Linked DNA regions of Oryctolagus cuniculus: region 1 is linked to region 2. Evidence: chromatin contacts called from public Micro-C data. All regions are on one chromosome and are shown on one strand. The core of a region is the stretch at or near the end of the contact, and the rest is flanking DNA. Distances in the headings are between cores, read along the strand shown.

Evidence for each region. A called contact is a pair of places that touch in the nucleus more often than the background predicts.
Region 1: a Micro-C map of ear pinna shows a contact between it and region 2, with 3 times the contacts expected there. The contact joins the enhancer-like site here to the promoter of SELENON in region 2. A contact is called at or near these places in 3 of 6 Hi-C or Micro-C datasets (ear pinna, skin fibroblasts and an unstated tissue).

Annotation. Positions count from the first base shown.
Region 1 is chr7:145,852,390-145,858,310 of mOryCun1.1, forward strand. MACO1 (macoilin 1) reads right to left here. Exons shown (of 9, transcript XM_070079065.1): 9 at 5,576-5,921. The coding sequence ends at 5,843. Among named protein-coding and RNA genes, the nearest start is that of LDLRAP1, 31 kb to the left of the region's middle. Within about 2 kb of position 3,327, at least 5 of the 8 cell types and tissues checked have an H3K27ac peak or open chromatin away from gene starts, as enhancers often do. A contact at or near this core is called in ear pinna, where this site is marked.
Region 2 is chr7:145,609,462-145,615,267 of mOryCun1.1, forward strand. It overlaps SELENON (selenoprotein N), which reads right to left and starts at 2,346. Exons shown (of 12, transcript XM_070079057.1): 1 at 2,143-2,346; 2 at 1,584-1,701. The coding sequence starts at 2,328.

The DNA.
Region 1 (5,921 bases), core at 2,077-4,576, 240 kb after region 2:
TGGCCCTGGACAGGGGCCATTATGAGAGCACCCAGGGCTGAGCACGGCCCGGCTGCCCCTCACCCTGCGGTGTGCAGAGAGCGAGCCGGCCCTGAGCCACCAGAGCTTCTGCCTTTTCAACAGGAAACCAAAGAATCGAGATATGAAATCTCCCAGGTGTTCACTGTGAGTTCAAACGCAGTCCATGCGCGGGTGGAACACCGCGTCTGCGGGCCGCCGAACAGGACCCAAGGCTGCAGTCTCAGGTGCTAACCTTGCTGCTGCCCTCCCCCCAGGGCCTGCAAGAACAGCCCCCCAGGTCGCACTCGGGTGGGAGCTGCCCCAACCCACACATGCCAGCCACATGAGCCCCGCGACAGGTGTGCGACAGGTGTGCAACAGCCCTGTCCTCGCAGGTGCCGTGCGTTCCTTGTCCCAGCACTTGGCCCGCCCTCCCCGCCACCCCCCAGGCAGATACCCAAGCAGAACCAACAATGGGGGCTTTCTCCCTCCCCCACGCTGCCACCCTCTTTCCCCTTGTTTTTTTTTTTTTTTTTTCCTTAGAGTTGTTTTGGCTTTAATCATAAAAGTAATGTCTATTGTGGAACATTTAAATGTATAGAGTATCCTTTCGTCTTAAGTGCCTTTTGGATTTTGAATGCAGATTCTAGGGTGCTCTGAAAAGTCATTCCCAGGCCAGCGTGGGAAGCCCCCAGAGAGCTCCTGGGGGGTCGCTGGCCGCTCCTCCTGAGGGCCAGGCCACTGGGCACCACCACGAGGCGGAGGCACCTGACCTGGCCTCTGCTGCCTGTCCAGGCGGGCTCCGAGGTCCCCCTTGCCACCCAGCAGCCAGGCTTACTATGACACGTCTGGGGCAGAGCCTCGGCTGTGCTGCGCCCTCTGGTGGCAGCAGGGAGAGACGGCTTCAGCGGCACAAGCCACTGTTCCTTCTGAGAAGGGCGGCCGCTCAGGCCCTAGCCCAGAGGGCGAGTCAGGAGCTGGGTAGGGGGGGCCTCGGGAAGCTGTCTCACACACAGAGGTGATTGTTTAACAGGCTGCTTCCGGCGGCTGTGAGGACACCTGTCGTTTGACCACGGTGGTCCTGAGTATGGCTGAGTGTCCCAGCAGCACACCATGTCCATCGAGAGCTCCAGGCAGTCAGGGGAGGGCTGTGCCCAGTCGAACACACCTGGGGAGCACCCCTGCCACCCCTCAGCTGGGCAGGGAGGCAGAATGGGTCATCTCCCAGAGTAACCGATCCAGGGCTTCCTGGTGGTGGTGGTGGGGGGGGTCAAAGGCCCCCTCGGGGTGTGCAGCTCAGCCTAGAACCCTCGGGAGCCCATCCTGAGGGTCTGCTGGGCTGGGACCCAGGCAAAGGCAGAGGAGCTGAACGCAAGCCCTGAGAGAGGAATCGAGCAGAGATGCTCCGAGCCAGCCGGAGGAGAGAGGGAGAGAGGCAGCGTGGCACCCACCCCCAGAGCCCTCCTGGTGGACGTCTTATACGATCTGCTGGCTGACCGCTGACTTGCATTGCTGGGCGCTGGGTCTAGGGCTGTGTGGGCTGCAGGCTCCCTGCAGCGAGGTCTCTCTCTCACTCTACCTCTCAAATAAATAACTAAAATCTTTTAAAAAAAAAAGAACAAACAAAACACGCTCTCAGTAGAAGCCAGAGATGAGCAGGTGGAAGACGCCACAGTGAACACGCTGCCTGGGCTGTTTCCACGTGTCATTCCTGCAGCCCTCGCGGTCGCAGACCCGCGATTTGACTTTGACTTTGACACGCCTCAGCCTCGCTGCTCAGGAAGCTTCCTTCCCTTGGCGAGCATTTGCGGAGCCTGGTCGTCGTCTGGGTTCCAGGGTCAGGAGCAGACATCCTGACGGCCGTTTCTGTCCCCCTAAAGCTGACGCTCTAAGGTGTCCCAAGGGAAAGGGACGAGATGCAGAGTTCTCCGCCTCCCGCGTGGCGGCCCTCGCAAGCTCTTTCTTCCAAAGTCTGTTTTTTTTTTTTTTTTTTTTAAGATTTTATTTTATTTATTTGAAAGAGAGTTACAGAGGGAGGTAGAGACAGAGAGAGAGGTCTTCCACCCGCTGGATCACTCCCCAGATGGCTGCAATGGCCGGAGCTGTGCTGATCTGAAGCCAGGAGCCACGAGCTTCTTCCAGGTCTCCCACGTGGGACCCAATTCTGCTGCTTTCCCAGGCCATAGCAGAGAGCTGGGTCAAAAGAGGAGCAACCGGGACAGGACTCAAACTGGCGCCCATGTGGGATGGCGGCACTGCAGGCCAGGGCTTTCACCCGCTGCGCCACAGCACCAGCCCCTCGGCGTTCTTTCTGCACGAGGTTAAGAAAGTCAGCTCAGGACGGGACTTCTAGAACAACCTGCGACCCCATCACCAGGAGGTCTTGTTAAAACGCAGTCAGGTGGGGGCGGGGCCCACACAGTGGGGCAGTGCAGGGCAAGCGGCCCAGGGGCGGAGCCCGGAGCCAGGGCCCCGCCTTCACCAGGAGTTCTAACTCCCGCCTGGGAGGCCCCGGGGAGTTTCCAACCTGCTCTTTTGCTTCCTGTCTCTTTCAGGCGGGCTGCAAGGGACCTTCCTGAAAACCGGGGAGGAAATGCCCTGGCCCCCGAGGTGAGGGGAGGCCCCGAGCTAAGGGTGGCGAAACCGGGAGCTGCCTCCCATCCCTGTCTGAGGGCCCTGCTGTGCTCCAGGGCCCCGCAGGAAGCCGAGCAGAGGCGGCCAGTGCAGCTGGGCTGCGGGAACCCGGCACTCACAGGTCTGGCGGGGGGCCTCCCCTTCCAGGCCCTGCTGCCAACAGTTTCTGGGGTCCGACTTCACTGACCTGCTCCGAGGCAGGTTTCTGCTGTCCCTCTCTAGGGGTCTCCGTGCAGTATGGATGGCACGGTTGGGGAACGGTTGGGTGGGGCTGGGACATGGCATAGGAGCAGGCCCGCTCCCTCCCTGCCGGCTGGGGGAGTCACAGGAAAGCGTTCACTCCCGCTTTATGGGATCTCTTGGCGAAGATGATTCCAGGGACACTTCCTTATGCACACTTGGCAGATGTCAACAGAGATGTCAGAACACTCGGCCCGCCCTTCCTGTGAGCCGTAACCATCCAGCAGGCCAACCGATGCTTCCTGGCATGCGGTCAATTACAATGCACTGAGACGTGGAGCCACTGTGGGATGCGCATAAAATAACAAAGACAACTGGAGACTTCCTGGGTGGAAAGGAGAGAGACTTCCTGGGTGGAAAGGAGAGAGCCGTAGGCAGACAGCCCTGCAGGGAGAGCGGCACCCCGGCTGGCCTCGGTGTTTCCCCTGGGGGATTCCCTTCACGGTACTGAGTGTGCTGTGTCTGCAAGTGGCTTAATAGCCCAGCCTCTGGAAGACTACCCAGGGGTCAGGACGCAGGGTGAGGTGCCAGCAGCAGAGTTTTCCAAAACTCCAGCCAAGATCAGTTGCAACAATGGCCAAAAACGGCCGCTGGCTCCTCGGAGGCGAGCACAGAGCCTCCGCGGACCAGGATGACACAAGCGGTGGCCTTGGAGCGCAGCTCCGGATCTGAGCAGGTAGCAGGCCCAGCAGGGTACCGGTCACTCTGCAGCCAAACAAGATTCCAGAAATTCGGAGCACAGGCATGGGTGAAGGAAACTTGCTTGCAAGATTTGCTCATTGACACTCCCCACCCCTGACCCTAACTTGCTTTTTTAGGAAAGGAGGGTGGTACTGGAAAACAAGTTGGCCTTGGCTGGAATCAAATGCCAGAGCGGGGAGGGTGGGAGGGAGAGAGAGAGGAGGGAATGAGGAGAGAGGGGCAGAGGGGGAGAGAGAGAGGGGAAAGAGAGGGAGAGATGGGGAGAGAGAGGGGCAGAGGTGGAGAGAGATGGGGAGAGAGGGGCAGAGGGAGAGAGAAGGAGGGGCAGGGACAGAGAGAGAGAGGACAAATGCGAGTGTTTACATGTTGGAGAACAGCAATCAAATTCACATGCACCCTGGCCCTTGGCGGGGCTCCTCTGGGTCGGTGCCTGCTCCCGGCCCGCTGACACTGATGGCAGATGGGCGGAGAGAAGGAGGGACCAAGACAGTGAGCGCGAAGCCCTGCTCAGTCTACCTTGCTGTGCCCTCCTGAACAGTTAAAAAGGCAAAAACCAAAACCAAAACCAAAAAAAAAAACAAAAAAAAACAAAAAAAAAACTAGTTTTAGCCATAAGAAAATGTTTATTCTTTTGAACCCCACAAGGAAAAAAAGAATGCAGCCAAGACCAAGTATTAACGAAAAGTGTCCCAAAAGGCAGCAAAATGGGGGCTCCCTCAACACGATTCTCCACGTTGTTGCACAGAGATGGAGAGAGCTATGACAATTCTAAGTAACACTTTCGTGGCAACAGTTACACAAGAGGATTCCAAAAATGCAAATGGCAGCAACATGCACACCTGGCTAAAGCTAGAAGCTTTTTTTTTCTTAATCCCAAAATAAGATCTGTGATTGAAGGATGGTTCTTTTTAATGCTTCTATTTTACTGACTTGCTTGTCCTACTTAGATTGCTTTAAATAAGACATACATGCCAATTAACTAGAGGGACCATGTCCTTCCAGAACCCATGGCAAGCAAGCAAGACCAGCCTATTTGGTTTCTTAATTTTTCCTAGTTTCCAAATATAATTTACTTGTCCCACTCTCCCAATCCCTCCCCCTCCTTCCTGTTTCTTAAACACTTCCAAAAGTTGCCTTGCAAACTCTTTTCTATCCACGTATAATACACGCGTGAAACTTGTACTTTGTGCAGTTTTGAATTTAAAAGTCTTAAAAAAGAAAAAGCCCTCCTTGGCACAAGAGCTGGGGAATAGTCAAGCTTCTTTTAAATGGTCAAACACAAGATGATGAGAAGTGGAGAAAACAGTTAAATGAAATGGAAGGGGAAAAAACCCCTAGACCTTAGCTTTTATTAGCCGCCGTCAGAGTCTCGCACGCATGCACGCACGCACACCGCCCGGCTCCCGGGCCGGCTGCTTTACCAGGGACGAGCACACAGCACACGGCGCCTTCCGGGGAGAGGAACGCAAGATGCAGCGGCCGCGGCCATGCCGAGCCCAGCTGCCCACCAGCATTACGGCAGGACCCACGTGAGTGTGACGGAGAAGACAGGGATGGCATGGGGGGGGGGGTGAGGACGACGCGTTTGCTCTGGACGCCTTTCCCAAGGCACTGAGGAAGGCTGCTGCCGGCCATCTCCTCGGCCTGAACACACCAGGGGTACCAGGACTTCCCACGCAACCGTGCACACACGCCAGGGCAAAGCCCCGGCCCCCGCTTACGTCACGCGCCTGGAATCTGAGGGGCTGGAGGGGCAACCGATTTGTTTCCTGTAACATCAGGAATCTTCTTTAATGTGGCTGGGGAATCAAGGCTGTCGGCTTACTTCACTTCTACTCTAAAAACTAACTTTCCATTATCAACCCGTGTGAATCCAATGTGCAGTTTTTGCTTTTTTTCTTTTTTTAAGAACAAAACAAAGGGTGGAAAAGCAAAAACTCTGCTTTTTTTTTTCCTTCAAGAGGGAACTATGTAAGAATACATAAAAGGCAAAATTGGCTACTTGAAATCCAAGAATGGTTTTAATGTGTTGGCCGAAAAAAATAAACTGCAAAGTTCTGTGAGGTCTTCTAAAAATTTACAAGAAAAACTGATGGGCAGTTCTGATCGGACCTGGTGTTAACTCCCCCCCGGTTTGAAAAATGACAACATACAGAGTCCCACAAAATACAATAGAAACTTTTTTTTTTTTTTTATCTTGACTGCCAGATACACTCCCTTGTGATGCCTTCTGGTAACCAAATGGGGCAAAACACACGGCTGGTCTTCATTTCTTCAGGGGCTGGTAAACAGAGGCGTTGGGGTCCAGTCCAGAGGGGCTGGTCTCCACAAATTTGGAAGAGTAG
Region 2 (5,806 bases), core at 1,096-3,595:
ACAGGAAGTTGCACTTCCTGACTTACCTGTAACGTTGCTCGTTATGGACAATTTGTAAAACTGTAAAAGGCAGGAAAGGAACCGCGCCCACAATCCCACTGCCTGGCCTCTGTTTCCCGCTAGGATTGATTTGTTTTGCCTCTGCTTTCCTAAAACTTGGCCCACAGCCCGGAGCTATCCTCTCCCCCTGGTGGAGAAAGACATTTAAATTAGTGGGGCCAGCGCTGTGGCGCAGTGGGTAAAGCCACTGCCTGCGATGCTGGTATCCCAAGTGAGCACCTGCCCGAGTCCCGGCTGCTCTGCTTCCAATCCAGCTCCTGGCTAACGTGCCTAGGAAAACAGCAGAAGATGGCCCACGTCCTTGGGCCCTCGCCATCCTCGTGGGAGACCCGGATGGAGTTCTTGGCTCTGGCTTTCTCTGGCCCAGCCCCAGCCGTTGTAGCCTTTGGGAAGTGAACCAGCGGATGGAAGATCTCTCTCTGTCACTCTGCCCTTCCAATACATTAAATAAATCTTTAAATGAAAGGGCCCGCAGGCCCAGCGGCTTGGCTAAAAGGAACTCCCGCTCTCTGGCCGTAAACAAAGGGCGCACAGGTGGCTGTGCAGACGCTCGGAGAAATGTATGCAGAATGCGAGCGAAAAGCAAGGCCACGAGGGCTGACCTGTCTGCCAGCCCATCTGCTTTCGGGACAGAGCTGCTGCCTCCTGCCTCACGGAGACACTGATACACAGCCTTGTGGCCAATTAGCATTTGCTCTCTGACCTGCCCCCGCTGCCAGAGGCCACGCGTCGCAGGCCAGCAAGTGGCCAGCCTACCCAACCTGTGTCCGGACCGACCAACCCAGGGCAGCGCTTTGGTGCTCAGGCCCCCGGCGCAGCTGCCTGCCCCGTGCCTTTCGCCACCTACTGACCGGTCCATACCAGCAACCTGGGTAGCAAAGCCACAAGACTGAGAAGTGTCACAGGAATGCGAGAGGACGTGGGTGCAGACGGTGCGGTGGTGGGGGGTGCGGGTGGCAGAGGGGCAAGTTATAATTCATTACAGTGCTCCAGCCCCTCATCGAGTCCCCCTCCCCAAATCACGAGGTACAAATGGATGGCAGGAATGGGATGGGTGACATGGTGACAGCAGCTGGCGACAGGTACCAGCTCTTGTGTCCTGAGTACGCGTACTGGCCCCTGGCCTGCGTGCTCTCCAGTTCTCAGATCTGGGAGCCAGCGCAGGACCCTGGAACCAGACTACGGCCCTATCCCCGGCTCTCCACCCTCCTGGCTTGTGGCTTAGCGTCCCAGATGATGGACTCAGGATTGTGGACACAGGACACAGGACTTGCACACAGGGCTGTGCCAAGGTTTCTGGAGAGACGTCCCCTGAAGGCGTTGTGAGGCACCTGGAGCTGGGTAAGGCATGTTAACTACATCACTACTCACGGCCGCAGGGAAGGAGGCAGCTCCCCCAAGCCACCAGCCAGAGGGGTCGGGGCCGCTTGGACCCCTGAGGGATCGTCCCTCCTCTCCAGGCTGCAGCTCAGTGCGGGCAGAGAAGCCGGGACACGTCCTGCACAGGCCCAGCCTCTCCTTACCCGTGAGCTTCTCAGCAATGGGCCTGAACTCCTCGGGGCTGATGGACAGATCCTGGTCCGTGTCCAAGGAGGAGAAGAGAAAGAAGCCTTCGGTGCCCAGGGCCTTCCGCGCGGATTCCTGCTCGGGAGGAAGGGCTGGGCTGAGCACCACTTGGATGCTCCCTGTGTCCCCTGATGAAGCCACTCAGCCACCATGGTCCCATATCCCCCAGGACCTCCCAGTGTCTCCCTGCAAACCTCTGCACCGCCCTGGGGCCCCCAGCCCCTTCCGGTCCCTCTGGTCCCGGCTTCCTCATCTGATGCCCCTCGCAGTCTGTCCCACCCTGCCCTCAGGGCCTGCCCACTTCACCCGGCTCTTGCACCACCGCTGTCTCCTGTCTTGCGACCCCAGCCTCCCACCGCGCCTTTGTCTGCGGTCACTGTCCAAGGCAGCCCCGACCTCACCCGGGCAGATGCTCGGCTCGGCCGGCCCAGCCACCCCCGCCCCGACACACACCCTCTGCGCCCACCCGACCCCTGCCCACCAAGACCCCACGCGGCCCGGCCCGGCCCAGCCCACCTGCCGCGCGGCTGCTTGGGTCTCTGCGTGGCGGGCGCAGGCCCGGGCGGCGGCGGCGGCGGCAGCGGCGGCGAGCAGGGCCCCGAGCAGCGCCAGGGCGCGGGCGCGGCGGCTCGGAGGCGCGGGCGGCGGCGCGTCCGGCTCCAGGCTGGGCGGCGGGCGCTCGGCCGGCCGGGCCCGGCCCATGGCGGCGGCGCGGCTGCGGTTCCCGGGCGGCCCCGGCGCGACTCGCGGGCCGTTGCGGGCGGGGCCCGGGCCGGGGCCGGGGCAGGGGGCGGGGCCGCGGCAGGGGCCGGGCCGGGGTCCGTCTGCAGCTGCGGGCTCCGCGCTCGCCCAGAGCCTGGCGCTTCCGGCCCGCGCACGGCGGCCGCCCGCGGTGGCCAAGGCGTCGGTGCAGTCTGGAAGGGAATGCGGGCCTCCTGGCCACGCGGGCCTCCTTCCCCGGCTGCAGTGGATCAGGCCTGCACCAGGCCTCCGCTCCCGTCCCGCCCGGCCGAGTCCAGAGAGCCACTCCAGACAGGGGCAGGGACGCAGAAGGGGGCCGGGCCGCGGGGTGGGGGTGGGAATCCGTGCGTCCGCGGGTCCCGGGGTTGGGGGAAAGGGCTTCAGGGTCCCCGCAGTGGGCAGGTGCGGGGGAGGCCGGAGGCGGGCACAACCGGTCCCCCTGCCAGGGATCCCACCCGCCCCACCTCCCTTCTACCCCTCCTGTTTTCCCAGACGTCTTCAGGCATCGTCAACAGCAACAGAAGGAAAAGGCGCAGCGGGGTCTCTGTGGTCCCAGCCCGTCCCGGCCCTGGCGCAGGGGTGGTGGCCTGTTTCAGGGGGTTGTGGTAGGCAGGGGCTGCGGGTACCCAGCAGGCCACATCCCCCTCCCTAGGCCCAGGGATGCTGTCCCTGCTGGAGCTGGGGCACCCTGGGGAGGGCCTGCTTGGGGGGAGCCTCAGGGAGGGGGGCTGGTGGAGTCTGGGGATAGGTTTCCGTGTGGGCAGGGTCCCCAGCAGCCCCTCGGGGCCCCTGGAGGGCTCCATCTGTACTTCCGGGCAGAGGCCCAGCTGCTTTGCCCCCCACAGGAGGACTCTGGGCCCCGGGCAGCCAGCAGCACCCGTGCTGCGAGGACATGTGGACCCCAGTGCCTGTGCACCTGCCACTCAGGATTGTCCACCCGTGTTCAGGTGAAGCCGTCTGAGCTCTGGCACCCAGATCTCAGTCCACATCTCTTGCCATCCGGCCTCCCGGGGCCTCAGGGGATGGCCCAGCCGGTGGCAGAGGCGGGGTCTGCTCCACCACTGGCTGGCCTTGGCGTCCGGTCATGCCAACAGCACGTGCTCGCAGGGCTGTGTGGCCCCTCCACAGTGTCAGTGGGATGAGTGGCTTGCTCAGCCCAGCCCCTGCCCTGTGCTCTGGCCCCGTGTCTCAGGGGCACCCACAGAAGAGCTGACATCTGGCGCTGGCTTCCCACCTCCCAGCAGTGCCACTTCCAACTCATTATTGCTAATGTTTGGGGACACCCTGCATACGACAGATGCTGTTAGAAAACCAAACTCCGTTCTATCAGGAAGCAGAACTAACAGAGCAGAAAGCAGGTTGGGAGACAAGATGGATGAACCCGGGCCCCTGGGAAATAAGGGAGGGGTGGTCCCCTGGCCTGGCCAGGTGACTCATTTATTACTCCAGCTTTTTGTCTTTAGCGTCCCCTGTGAGTGCCGGTTCAAGTCCTGGCTGCTTCACTTCTGACCAGCTCCCTGCTAATGCACCTGGGAAAGCAGCAGATGATGGCCAAAGGACTTAGGCCCCTGCCACCCATGTGGGAGACCTGGATAGAGTTTATGGCTCCTGGCTTCAGCCTGGCCCAGCGCTGGCCATTGTGGCCATTTGGGGAGTGAAGCAGTGAATGGAAGATCTCTGTCATTCTGCCTTAAAAAAAAAAAAAAAAAGACAAACACCCCGCTGGTCCCTGTTGCGGGGCTCAGGAGGGCAGGAGGGCATGGGTGCGGTGCAGCTGTGAGCTCAGGTCAGTGCGTTTCCGGGAAGAGGCTGGCCCTTGGGGCTGGCTCTGGGGGATGTCAGCTCTGCAGGGCCTGGTGGCACCTTTCCCAAGAGGGCTTGGCTCCCAACCCAGACCCTAGGCAGGACAGGGCCTCGGGGGACCACGCCCATGAGGCTGCTGTGGCAAGAGGTAGCCTTGGGTGGTGTCCCCGCAGCTCCTTTCTGGCCCCAGGGCGGGCGAGCGTGGCAGCTGAAAACTAGCAGCAAATGGAAACCATGAGGTCAGTGACGCAGGGCCGAGTCCTCGAGGATCTCATGGCTTAGCAGGGACATCAGATGTTCACGAAGGGCCAGCTGGTCTGTTCTGGGATCGGGGATTGGTCGGAGGACGCAGCGGGGTCTCCCCTCCCCTCCCCGGGGAAGTCAGTGGCCGCTGGTCTCCTCCCCAGCCTCAGAAGACACGACACAGGGCAGAGGTCCAGCCGCTGTTGAGCCACAGCCTGCAGGGAGGAGCCCACTGTGTGTGGGCACAGCAGAGATGAGGCCCAGTGGCAGGAAGCTTGGTGGCGCCCGTGGCGTTGCCAGGACACAGTCCAGTGGCCGCAAGCAGGGGAGCCCAGGGTGCGTGAAGGGAGAGGAGGAGGCGGGGAGCCAGCTCGTGGAGAGCCTGGGCGTCGCCCTGCAGACGCGGTGGCTGGGAGGGGAGTGCGGTCTGGGTGACATCCAGGCGCTCCACACGCTGTCCTCTCCTCTCCCTGGGCCCTGCTTCCGCCTGGAGGCGCTGAACTCTAGCTTCCGCCTGGCTTCACAGCTGCGAGGGTGCAGGCGTAAACACTCTGGGCTGCTCCACCCTCCCGCGGGAAGAGGGGGCGGCTCTGCCGGCTGCGGCCACTTGAGCCTGCCTTGAGCCCTGGGCTGTCTGTGTCTCTCTCATACTGGAGCCCTGGGCTGTCTGTGTCTCTCTCATACTGGAGCCCTGGGCTGTCTGTGTCTCTGTGTCTCTCATACACACAGGTGCCTGCCCCCCAGTAGCATCCTGTCTCCCTGGCACGAGGCGAAGGCCCTTCCTCCTGCAGGGGGCGCTGCTGCTCTCCGAGCACATTGGGGTGTTCCATTCCTGCTCTGCCAGGGATAGTGAACCAGGGAACAGGGCCCTGTGGTCTCATCTTCTTGTGTTTTTCCTCTGTTACTGGGACAGTGGAGACGTTGGTGACAGCGGCTGGGCCAGCAACATGTTTCATTCTAGGTAAGATGTGAGAACATCGTAGGGGTGTGACCAGGGTGGCTTGCTTTAAAAAGACCTTCGAAACAGTCAAAAAGCAGAGCAACCCAAATTCCCACCGATGAACGGGTAAATAGAACGGGTAGGTCTGCACAGCGGCTGGCATTCGTATGTGGCGACACACAGGAAGCGAGGACGGGTGTGTGCTGCAGCCCAGGCAAACCCAGGAGCCGGGCCCTCAGACCACAGAGCGCAAGACTCCACCTCCGTGAACTGTCCTGAGCAGGCAGAGCCTTCGAGACCGGAAGTGGATGAGTGGTTGCCTGGGGCTGGAGGGGGGTGTGGAGGGGGTTGTGGAGGGGGGTGTGGAGGGGTGTGTGTGTGTGGGGTGTGGGGAGTGTGGAGGGAGGGTATGGGGGTTGTGTGGAGGGAGCATGCAGGGGTGTGGGGGGTATG